2 separate regions of the Zea mays genome follow, and region 2 is linked to region 1. The links are chromatin contacts, called in public Hi-C maps. All regions are on one chromosome and are shown on one strand. The core of a region is the stretch at or near the end of the contact, and the rest is flanking DNA. Distances in the headings are between cores, read along the strand shown. Region 1 holds the start of LOC100382481 (putative regulator of chromosome condensation (RCC1) family protein). Region 2 holds the start of LOC100286200.

Evidence for each region. A called contact is a pair of places that touch in the nucleus more often than the background predicts.
Region 2: a Hi-C map of tassel shows a contact between it and region 1, with 2.6 times the contacts expected there. The contact joins the promoter of LOC100286200 here to the promoter of LOC100382481 in region 1. A contact is called at or near these places in 4 of 25 Hi-C or Micro-C datasets (ear, endosperm, leaf and 1 more).

The regions. Positions count from the first base shown.
Region 1 is chr7:45,166,316-45,172,812 of Zm-B73-REFERENCE-NAM-5.0, reverse strand. LOC100382481 (putative regulator of chromosome condensation (RCC1) family protein) reads right to left here and starts at 2,618. Exons shown (of 6, transcript NM_001175220.1): 1 at 1,972-2,618; 2 at 521-730; 3 at 315-425. The coding sequence starts at 2,283.
Region 2 is chr7:45,315,955-45,322,239 of Zm-B73-REFERENCE-NAM-5.0, reverse strand. LOC100286200 reads left to right here and starts at 1,878. Exons shown (of 2, transcript NM_001159088.2): 1 at 1,878-2,311; 2 at 4,527-5,069. The coding sequence starts at 2,016. The coding sequence ends at 4,779.

The DNA of each region.
Region 1 (6,497 bases), core at 1,369-3,868:
ATATAAAGAAATCATCACAATGTGAGGCATTTATTGATAAAATCTTCAACATGCAAATCATACTGATTGACTACAGAACATGATTTCAACAAGAAATAGTGAAATGGAGATGAAATACTCATGTGCAAATGCAATATTCTAGAAATCAATAGAAATCTTCAGAACTAAATTACAATTTCACAGGAAAAAAATATAAGAGAATGGTGGGACTTATTCAATTTAGAAAATTTTAAGTAGATCAGACTTATGAATAAGTACAGGAGTATCATTAGAGACACAAAACATAAAAGGATGAGAAAGATCTTTGATCCCACCTGCTTGCAGGGAATCCCTTTAAGCGCTTCTACTTGCATTGGTCGAAATATAGTTCTCCCCACTTCGCCATGACCACAGCATAATGATGAATTATCACCACAGGTGAAAACCTATTTAGACAAAATCCTTCAGAACACCAAGGCAAGGAAATGTAGTAATACAGTAATAGGCATAACTGGCTTCAATTAAGGAGATCATCAATTACCTCCCCAGACTCCGTAACAAAAGCAGCATGGTTGTGTGAAGCAGAGATGTTTATAACACGGGAAAGTGATGGGAAGGAAACCCGACTGAATGCTGCACATTGTGTAGTATCTGGGCCATGACCTAACACACCACACAAGCTGGATCCACAAGAATAGACAGAAGAGTCATGGACCAAAAGTGTGTGATATCTTCCTGTGGCTACTTGCATCTGGAAACATACAGGAGGTTCACACGTATAAGAAAACAATTTGGAAACTTAAAAAATAGCGGTTTCAATGCCATCCACCATCAGGGAAACCTGTCTCCAAATACAAGAGAATTACATTTTTTTCTGAATTGATATATATAACGTGACAACTAGAAGTGAGCTCGAATACTAGTAAACTTGTAGTCTTGAAACGATATTGAATAAGCTGCAAGACTAAATATAATTAAGATAGGTCGTCCAAAACGCCACCATGCAATATCCAGAATAAAAATGCACTCTAGCAGGAATCAAAAGGCAACTATCATTACTATGAGAATATACAACCGCATCAATATGTAAGAAATTAAGACATAATTTATATTTAAAGTAATTAGAACATTTGTTGCACAATAGCAACTAAATTTACCAGGATTTCACCATCACAAATAATCACTTTCAAACAGTTTTAGAGTGTAATTGTGCAGTATATTACGAAGTTACCATTGTTTGACACAGGAAAATGCATAACAGCATGTCGATGCACGGCAGCATTAACATGTTAATCAATCTGAGATAAGTTGTTAAAAACTTGATCCATATTTGCCTAGCAAAGAATGTCTTAAATCTGTTTATAATGACTAACATGTGCTAGTTATCCCATTTAAGCCAGACATGGGTGTGCTTATCAGCTTCAAATCATTAGCTTCTTTTAAAGCTTTAGCACATAAGCCAGCATTATTAAACAAGTCTTGGTAATTACAATATTCCAAAGTGGGCAGGGTTCAGAGTGTGAGGCGAAAATTTCTAAGACCACCTATCCTATCTTTCAGGTGCCTGAATTTTAAGATGATCTCAGGTAATACTCATGCATCACCAACTAGTATAAGTAAATTGTTACTTTTGTGATGTCTTTATGTCCCAACATATCAATTTTTGTCCTTGTCTGAATATAGAAATAATTGTGCATTATTAATTGTCTTTGTTCCAATACAAATAAGATATCGTCGGGTTTATGATTTTGTCTAATGGGTTTCTTATTCACGGAAGCAAAAAAAATATAGATTGTGTCTACCAAAGTTGCCTGCAATTTTAATATAAAATATGTGCAATAACCATCGCCTGAATGAAAACTAAAATTCAAGCACCTGAATTTTAGCAAGTCCCTTCTAAAACACAAGATAATCTCATGTCCGTACATACTATGGAGATTGAATTTTCATTAGACCTCGTAGAGTGAAGTGAAAGGGGAAAAAAGTGCTCACGCTGCCCGATGAGGTCTCGACGGTGCCTGACGACTGCTCTACGGACTGCAGGAACCTGAGCACCCTCTTCCAGCTTCCCCCGCACCTCTCCAGCAGCTCACCCCGGGCGGCTGGCCCCATGGCAGCGAACGCCGCCCGCGCGGCGCAGAGCTTGGACGCGGCGTACTCGGCGAGCGGCCTGAGCGCGCGGCAGGTGGCCTCGAGCCTCGCGAGGTCGGCGGCAGCGAGCCCACCCGAGGTCAGGACCTCCCCGATGAGGTGGCCCGGGAGCTCCTCGATGGAGAACGCGCGCGGCGCCTTCTCCCCGGCCATGGATCCACCGGCGCCGGGGCCCGGGTGAGGTGACGAAGCCTTGGGTCTCTTGGTCCCGGATCGATCGGAACCATCCAAGGATCCGGCCGCGCGGGTCGAAATGGCGCCGGAGTCAGCGGGGAGGGGAGCGGCAGCCACAGCGGCGGAGCGGGGGTGGTGTTGGGGACTGAATCAGATCGGGCAGCCCGAGAGGGTATCCGGCGCCCAGCTTGAGCAGCTCGGAGCGCACCGGTGGCGGCGGAAGCAGCAAACCCCGATTGGAACGAAGCGAACCGAACCGGAAGTCTAATCGAGCAAGGAACAACTCGGCGCACCGAATTCCAGCACCAATCCCGACCTCGGCAGCACAGAGCGTAGGCGAATCCAGGCGGGTCGTGGTGGCCGGTGGGGGATTTGAAGGCGGGGAGCGGAGAATCTTTCCTAATCGGGGGATTCCTTGCCGTCGCCTTTTTTTTTTTTTGCTTTCGAAAATCGGCGTGCGTGTATTTGCACGGAAATTACACGCACACGAACAGAATTACAGGAGGAGGAAGGGAAAAGGAGAGCTGAACAGGGAGGCAGAGGAAGGAATTTCTGTGCACGCGAGTACGCGACGGAATGGAGAAGAGGAAAAGAGAGGGACGCGAGTGATGGGCGCTGCTGCTGCTGCTGCTGCAAGGGTGTCCCGTGCGTCGATCCACCAACGCCTTCTCCATCTCCACCCACCCACCCACTAGGCCGGCGCGTGGGGAGCGGGCGTCTCCTGCTTGGCCCCAGGCGACGTGGGCCCATCTGTCGGCGAGGGATCGTGGAGTGGTAGGGTTCAGGAATCAGGACGCAACGGAGCGGAGGGCTAGGTCGCAGCAGAGACTGACATGGCGGATCGGGGAAGCGGCTGGCCCGGATGTCGGTGAAGCTATCCCTGTTTCTGTGGAGATGGGTGGCAGTGCCCGGAGCCGTCAGGCTTTTGAGACGGAGAAGGACGTGGCGGGGCGGGAGTGAGAGTGACGCCTCGGACGTGGCGGCCGCTGTTGCCTCAAGCCATGGTTGTGTCGCCTGTCGCGGCGTGAGTGGCCACCAGCGGCACAAGAACGGGATGGAAGGTTTTTCCGGTCCTGGGAGGCTGGCCGGCCGCCGTCGAATCGCTTCGGCTTTGCAGGAGGAGCCGAGGACCACGAGCTGGGCACTGGGCTGGCCGTGGCTGGAAGAAGCGAACACGGCGGTGTGGTGGCTTGGCTGCGCTGACAGCATCGGGACAAGTTAATAGTATAAATTAGAGCATATACAACTCTATTTATCCTGGGACCTTTTGAGTGGTCTTTAGAGATAAACTAGTCGGTTGCTCGTGCGTTGCGACGGCTTACAACAATACTCACGTAAACTATCCATCAAAAAAAATTCAAGATATTTTATTGATTGTCTCCGCTCTCTATATAATATATATTTTTTTGGCTAACTGATGTTATTGTTTACTCCATACAAATATATCTTGGTACAACATGACCAATGAAGTGAGCGATTAGAAAAGAGTTCACAACGATTGACTGAATGAACAGAGATTATAAAATAACATAATTTCATCATACAGAGACCAAATAAGAGAAAGTTTGTGAGATCAAGTTTATAAAATAAGTCCCATGAAGTCAAACTTATAAAAAATATATTAAAATATAGAGTGATTGCTAAAGTCAGGCATCAATAAAAACTGGATGTGCTCCATATAAATTATGCTACTTCATAGCAATTACTAACGTTTAAAACAAACAAATAACCTTTCATTTTGTTGTTAGTGTGACAAATCATTGCTGCTCCATCCAATTCAGCAACCTCAAACATCATGTAGTCCATTGCGCCAATGTGTTCTCAGAAACGACCTAATGCTTGCAAGAGCCAAGAACATCGTGCCGTGCTTGGGCTGTAGCCTCGGCCCATAGTGCTGGCCTGACCCGACACAATTATTTTTTTATCTTACAAAAAACGTATATACCTGTCAGGAACCATAATTAGGGGTACCCTCAAGGTTCCAAATTCTCAGCTGGTAACCCCCATCAGCATAAAGCTGCAAAAGCCTGATGGGCGCGATTAAGTCAGGGATCAGTCCATTCGAGGGACTCGATCACGCCTCGCCCGAGCCTAGCCTCGGACAAAGGCAGCCGACCCCGGAGGATTTCCGTCTCGCCCGAGGCCCCCTCCAGCGGCGAACATATTTCCGGCTCGCCCGAGGCCCTGCCTTCGCCGAGAAGCAACCCTGACTAAATCGCCGCACCGACCGACCAAATCACAGGAGCATTTAATGCAAAGGTGGCCTGACACCTTTATCCTGACGCGCGCCCCCCCAGCCGGCAGAGCCGAAGTGACCGCCGTCACTTCGCCGCTCCACTGACCGGCCTGACAGAAGGACAGCGCCGCCTGCGCCACTCCGACTGCGGTGCCACTTGACAGAGCGAGACTGACAGGCAGTCAGGCCCTGCCGAAGGCACCATAGGAAGCTCCGCTTCACCCGACCCAGGGCTCGGACTCGGGCTGAGTCCCGGAAGACGGTGAACTCCGCTCCGCCCGACCCAGGGCTCGGACTCGGGCTAAGTCCCGGAAGACGGCGAACTCCGCTCCGCCCGACCCAGGGCTCGGACTTGGGCTCAGCCCTAGAAGACGACGAACTCCGCTCCGCCCGACCCAGGGCTCGGACTTGGGCTCAGCCCTAGAAGACGACGAACTCCGCTCCGCCCGACCCAGGGCTCGGACTTGGGCTCAGCCCTAGAAGACGACGAACTCCGCCTCGCCCGACCCAGGGGCTCGGACTCGACCTCGACCACGGAAGACAGACTCGACCTCGGCTTCGGAGGAGCTTCCACATCGCCCAAACTAGGGCACAGACCAGCCACGTCAACAGGAGGCGCCATCATCACCCTACCCCGAGCTGACTCGGGCCGCAGGGAACAAGACCGGCGTCCCATCTGGCTCGCTCCGCCAGATAGGCAATGATGGCGCCCCGCATACTCTGTGACGACGATGGCTCTCAGCCCCCTTACGGAAGCAAGAGGACGTCAGCAAGGACTCAACCGCTCCGACAGCTGTCCCTCCGCTAGGCTCCATCGCTCCTCCGACGGCCACGACATCACACCAGCTGGGTGCCAAAATCTCTCCAGCTGCCACAACGGCATGTACTTAGGGCGCTAGCTCTCCTCCGCTAGACACGTAGCACTCTGCTACACCCCCATTGTACACCTGGATCCTCTCCTTACGCCTATAAAAGGAAGGACCAGGGCCCTCTTAGGGAGGGTTGGCCGCGCGGGGACGAGGACGAGACAGGCGCTCGCTTGAAGCCGCTCGCTCCCTCTCCCGAGTGGACGCTTGTAACCCCCTACTGCAAGCGCACCCGACCTGGGCGCGGGACGAACACGAAGGCCGCGGGATTCCCACCTCTCTCACGTCGGTCTCCGGCCGCCTCGCTCTCCCCCCTTCGCGCTCGCCCTCGCGCTCGACCCATCTGGGCTGGGGCACGCGGCGACATTCACTCGTCGGCCCAGGGACCCCGTGGTCTCGAAACGCCGACAGTTGGCGCGCCAGGTAGGGGCCTACTGCGTGTTGATGAACAGCTTCCCGTCAAGCTCCAGATGGGCAGTCTCCAGCAACCTCTCCAACCCGGGACGGTGCTCCGTTTCGGGAGTCTTGAGTTCATGTCCCTCGACGGCAGCTACGACATGATACTCCTTCCACCGTCGCGCGACAACGACAATGGCGGACGACAGCCCACCCGCCGGCGGCGGAATCGACGACGTCTTCCCCGCGTGGTGGAAGAACAACCTTCGAGCTCATCCTGCCCTTTCCCCCGCCGACGGAGGGGAAGGCAGGGCGACCAAGGCCAAGCAGGAGGCAGCACCTCGTCGGCTGTCGAGCGAGTCGACAGCGTCGGCACCCCAACGGGGGGCGCACCGGGTATCGACTTCGCGCTTGAGACGAAGACGAGCGTCGTCTCCCCGCGACATACCAATCCCGAGCAAGCGGACGACGCCAGCGCGCTCGCGAAAAGCTTGCTGGACGTCACCCTCGTACCTGAGACGACGGTGCAGTCAGTCCCCGACGTGACTTTATCGCCGCTCATCGACCAAGAGGTACCGACCGATTCCCATCCCACGTCATTTGGATTCAGCCTCAACCCGCCTAGCGACCCCGCTTTGGCGGGCGCTCTCGTAGAGGCGAGTCCAAACCCTCTGGGGTTTCGTAGAGGCGAGGCC
Region 2 (6,285 bases), core at 629-3,128, 150 kb before region 1:
TTCTGTTCGAGGCTCACCGAGGTGTCGCGGACGGCCTGCCGGAAGGACCCAGACGGTCCGCGCACAGGTGAATTTTCTAAAGAGCTGTTCCTGTCCGGAATAATCTACGGTATTCCGGACAGTCGGCTTAGAGTTGAGATGGTTTGACTTATGCACCTGAGAATTAATCAACTAAGCAAACTAGTTAGTCCATTAGGTTGTGATGGTCATCAATCATCAAAGTCAATTTAGAGAAAATGGTAAAATCCATTTCCCTTTCAGAGACCCATTTGTAGCCGATGTGTTTGGCGCGGGTGGTTCCGTATTAGATTCATGCGAGGGAAAACTAGGGGTAGTAGGTTTCTCATATGAAAGCGCCCATTTTTTAATAGATTCATCTACGTATTCTTATAATAGTTTCCCTCGTTGTTCCATGAAAGCCTCAAAATATGGATCTAGGTACTTACAATGGGAGCCGAAGGCGGAGGTAGGAGAGATGTCATATCGATCTCCCCTTAATGGATGATTTTCTGGTGGCGATCCACCGTGAAGTATGATAAGTACTTTTCTGTTGTCTTTTCTCGTCGTTCCTTGAGTTGTCGCCGCACCTCCTCCTCCTCTTTGTCGCGCCGTTCGACGAGTTGTCGCAGCACCTCCTCCTCCTCGCGCCTTATGATGTCATTGAAGGGATGCTGGTCATTAGCCGGGAGTGCCTCCATGGTCCGCTTGATGATGTTGGTGGTGGAGACGTCGGTGTGATCTTTGGAACCGGCCATCTAGGGGGCTGATTTTTGTTAGGTCTAAACACCCTCGTCCCGAGCACAGTCACCAAAAAGTGTTTTTGGACGCCAAACACTGGAACGAACCACCTGATGGTGCTCTCTATGGAGGCGCGGACGGTCCGTGGCACAGGGCCAGACGGTCCGCGACCTGGGCGCAGGAGTGGATCCTCTCTGCACGCTTCCGGACAGTCCACATCTGGGGCTGGATGGCCCGCGGTGGCGCAGAGGGTCTTCTTCTCCGCGAAGAACCCTAGAACTCGTCCCCGGGAGAGATCCCATCGAGGGGGAAGTTACAAGGTGTTGCTACGGGTCGACAGACCGTCCGGTGCGCCTCTAATCGGCGTAGAGTCGAAGAGAGATTGTTGTGGAAGACTAAACTAGATCTAAACTTAAGGCTAGATTACTCCTACTCACAGGAATTGGAAGAACGATGTAAATAAGGTAAAATTGATAAGTAAATTTGATTGGATCGATTATGGAGGTTCAATCGACCGTAACCTTTCATCTATATAAAGGGAGGAGGTCTGGACCCGTTATAAGTCGGTTATCGAGTTAATCCTGCAGATTTAGCTAACAAATCCTAAAAGAAATTCGGAACCCTAACTGTCCGCATGCCAGTTTCGGTATCCAACCGTGACTAAATCTATACAATTTGGGACATGGTCTAGAAGCCCATTGTAGGTAGAATTCATCATGATAACTGACGAACAGTGTTTGTGCAGCCAAAAGGGGGGGGGGGGAAGAAAAAACACTGTGTTTAACGACCGAACCCCAAGTGAGAACAGACGGCGTCTCCACAGAAGAAAGTATGGATTTAGAACTAACGCGCTGTCGACGTGGTGCGTGTTTAGAAAAGTTATGAAATGTAAAATAGAAATCGAGCGCGGGTGGCAGCGCTGGACAGGCCAGATGCACCAACCACGGCAGAGAAGCGCAACGAGCCAACGCCCGTCCAGTAGCGGCTGCCAGGTGCACCCCACCCGTCTGCCGCATTCGTTAGGTTTTCCCGCATCCGTCCAGTAGGCGCGTACCCACCCCGAAATGCCAAAAAAGCGAAGCTTTGCAGCACTCCACACCGACACCGCGACACGCGACCGCACTGCCTTTAAACTACTCACTCAAGTACCTCCCCGGACTACTAGCTCACACCAGCGGTACCCAGCCCACACCGGCAGATCAGCTGCGAGCTAGTAGACATCGACCGGACCGACCAACAGGAGCAGCAAGCCGGGCTAGCTCGCTCGCTCGCTCGCAATGGCTTCCATCATCGTGCAGGCGGTGGTCATCCTCCTGGACGTCATCGCCTTCGGCCTGGGCGTCGCCGCCGAGCAGCGCCGCAGCCGGGCCACCGTCACCCCGGACGCCGCCAAGGAGTACGACTACTGCGTCTACGACTCCGACATCGCCACGGGCTACGGCGTCGGCGCGCTGCTCCTCCTCGCCGCCGCGCAGGTCGTGCTCATGCTCGCCAGCCGCTGCTTCTGCTGCGGCCGCGGGCTCAAGCCGGGAGGCTCCCGCGCCTGCGCCCTCATCCTCTTCCTCTTCACATGGTAAACAACCAAATCTCCTCCCCTCCCACGGTTGCCTGCTACTGCTCCGGTACTCCCTCTTCACATACATGGAAATAGCCAGCAGAGCTAAGATTTGGTTGGTTGGGTGATCCCTTGCTCCTCTCTCCGAGATCCAAACTCGGGTGGGTAGGATTCTGCTATATCCGTCCCATCGCTGGTCTAGTTCTACGAGCAGATTGAAAAATAGGATCTGCATCGTGGTTTCGCGTCGTTCTCAGCTGCGGGTGCACGGAGCTATCTAAGATCCGTTTTCCGCCGCCTGTTCTTGGTCTGGATCTTGTGCTTTTCAACTGAAATCCTGTGATTGCCAAGCTCTGCAGCTTAGTTTCTAGGCGTAGACAGAAAAGGATGATAGAATGCTATGCACCATCTGTCCATGTGGTGGTGAACTGACTACTGGTTCGCCGCTGTTGCCTCTGCAGGAAGATGCGCATGTTAGTTTTTTTTTCTTTTCCTTTTGAGTCTTATTAGGTGAAGTGTCGCTTGTTTTAGTGGCCGACCGTCACTTTCTTGTCTTAAACTTCAAGCGTCTCACCCAGCGCTTTGCTCTATTGCTTTTGGCGAACGAGTTGTGAGATCCATTCATCAATTAGTAATAATATAATACTAGTACTTTTCTAGTGGCCAGATGCAAATCATTTCTCCCACCTTCTCCAGTTAGCCCCTTGCTGGGTGGGGCTTTTGCTTTCATTACTGAAGCTGCACTAGCGTGGCAATGCTCAGTATTTAAGCTCTGTAACCTCATGCAAGCTAACATCTGCTCTTTACATACAGTTTACTGCCATGTTTCAAGGATTTCAGGCTACAACCCCTCTATAATAATTTAACTAATTATTGGTAGGAGGCTGTTAGTAGTGGCACATGTCTGTCTTAGATCTCTGAAGCTGTTTTAGATATTTATCTTCAGCACCTGTCATAGATCTGCTAGATCTCTACATTGTTTATTGTAGATGTCCAGCTACTCCCACTGTCCTTGTGCCACAAATTGCTTGGTACTGGTCCTTTTATGGGGCTTAGTGTTTGGTAGACTTCGTACTCCTGTGATAGGATGGAGATGTTGAAAGCCCCTTCCATCAAAGTATCGTTTTTGATGATCAGTAATACTCAGAATACAACTTTCACACTAATACAGTCAGCAAGATTAACATTGCGCAATAGTTCGAGATAAATCTATCCATATATAAACTCTAAATATCCACAATTATACACATAGCCAGATTCCTTCAAAACTTGAATGCACACCATTGAAATTTTGGTTATATTTCACTTGAGGGACTAGTAAAAACTACATCTTTATTTGTTCGGGGTAGCTTAGCTAAGCGGTTGGTCAAGGGCTTGCAGTAAAGTAATGAAACCATGTTTGATACCTCGATACATCCATATCTATGCATTGATATTTGTTCACACACGACTTGACTTATGTTAAGATTTTGTGATGAACTGCTAAACCACATTAGTTTTTTCAATAGTCTGTCATTGATTTGTTTCTCTTGAGGTCACCATGTGACTGACATCTCCTAATCAATTCCCAAGTCAACATCAATTAATAGCCTTGCTTTCTGGGTGTCCTTGCCTAGCCAGCGTTCTGGAATCTGGAGGAAGCATCTGCCATAATCTATTCGCAAAAGCCACAGATTGTATTCGGAATCACATGAGTTGTGTGTCTGTGTGTCTCTGGATGCTGCTTGCTTGCTTTCCTTCCTGAAATTGAATTCAATAAAGCCTGAACTAGGAATTGTCGGCTGTCTGAAGTCATCTTCAAGCCGTTATGACATGAGCATATATTTTCGTATTTCATTACCTAAAGATTCGAGATATACTATGGTGTGTTTGGTTTGAGGAGTCAATGTATTCTAGATGAGGTGGTGTATTATTAGTCCATTCCATAAATTTGGTAGAATGAACTTATTCCTTATATTATTACTATTTATTAGCTTATGAGGAATGAAATGGTGATAGATTAACTCATTTTTATTTCACAAACCAAATAAAAAAAGTGAGGAGCGAGAAGATGATGGACTACAACCAAACACGTGATATATTTTCTGGCATATTTTGAATATGTCCAACTGATTTGGATACCTAAAACATCAAGCCAGCGTATCTAATAAAACAAAATCTTATTGTTCAACTAATCTCAACTGCACTTCCCATCCAAATGCTTACCAACAACATGTCTCATTCCCATTGACAGGGTGACCTTCCTCATCGCGGAGGCGTGCCTGCTGGCGGGATCAGTACGCAACGCGTACCACACCCGGTACAGGGGCGTATTCTACGGCGAGTCCCTCTCATGCGAGACGGTGCGGAAGGGCGTCTTCGCTGCTGGCGCGGCATTTACCTTCTTCACGGCCATCCTGGGCGAGGTATACTACCTCAGCTACTCCAAATCCCGAGATGCCGCTGGTGGTGCTGGCTCCAGCATTGGCATGGGCCCTTACAACTAAAGGAGCTTGATCGAGGCAGGCAGGCAGCCCCCGTGTTTTCAACTCTGCTTCGTGGTGGATGAATGCAGTGTTCTTTTTAACATTACCTTAGTAGGGACGGTGTAATTGGTTGTTGGATCCGCGGTTTTTTCCTCTCTCTTTAGGTTCTTGTATGAGGTTACTCGGTTGGGCCGTATACTGTTTGGATTATTGGGCTGGATTCTGGACATGGTATACACGTATTCGTAGTATGCTATGCTGTTTATATGTATGTGAAAGAAATAATAGAAGCGTTGCATCGTCTATCCAAACAGGACTTGGAGTTAAGGTATAGTACAAAGACATTCCTTGGTTATTTACATCTTTGTTAGAGATAGACTATAGTAACCAGCTAGGTTACTCCTAACACGAAGCTATTTTTACGATATGCAGAGGACACAATCCTATTTTTAGATAATGATGTACAAAAAGCTCGTAACATGTAGCTATTGCTTTGTGCTTTCGAACAGATTTCAGCGCTAAAAATAAATTTACACAAAAGTGAGTTGCTCTGCTACCGGGATGCTCAAGATTCCTTAGACACTTCTTTGGAATTGTTTGGTTGCAAAATCGGAGACCTACCTTCAAATTATTTAGGCATACCTATCCACTACAAGAGATTTCAAAACTCTGATGGGAGGAAGATTGAAGAACGAGTGGAGAAGAGGCTTGCTAGTTGGAAAGGAAAACTCATCTCAATTAGAGGTAGTTGACATTAATTAATTCAGTGCTCAGTAGCCTTCTAATATATATGATGTCCTTTTCTGCGATTCTCAAATGCGTTATTAAAAAACTAGATTATTTTCGCTATCATTTCTATTGGCAAGGGGACGAGACTAAAAGAAAATATCGCCTTGTGAGATGGAGTATCCTATGCTGACCTAAGGATCAAGGAGGTCTTGGGATCCATGATTTGAATATTAAGAACATAGCCTTGCTAAGTAAATGTTTATATAAACTATTAACATCAGAAGGGACTTGGCAAAAAAATTTAATAAATAAATAAGTATTTGGACGCTAAACCACTAGTTCAAGGCTTCAAGCTCAATGGAAACTAGGTGACTCACATTTATGGTCTTGTTTGATGAAGGTGGAGCAAGACTTCCGTCGCTTTGGAACCTTCAAAATAAACAATGGTCACAAGTGAGGTTTTGGGAAGATACATGGCTAGGACGAAAAGCTCTAAAAGACCAATACTCTGGGCTATATAGTATCACTAGAAAGAAGCACATAACCATTGTTGAGGCTTTAGCGACGGTGCAACCAAACATTTCTTGGAGACGAACTTTGTTAGGATCTAGATTGGTGGCATGGAATGAATTGCTTTCACGCATTGCCAAAATTCACCTAACACATGATGATGCCTTCCTCTGGACCTTGTCTTAGCCAGGACAATTCTCAGTAAAGTCACATTATCAAGCATTAATTTGGTGTGATATACCAAATTTAAATAAAAGACTGTGGAAGCTAAAAGGCCCGCTTAAGATC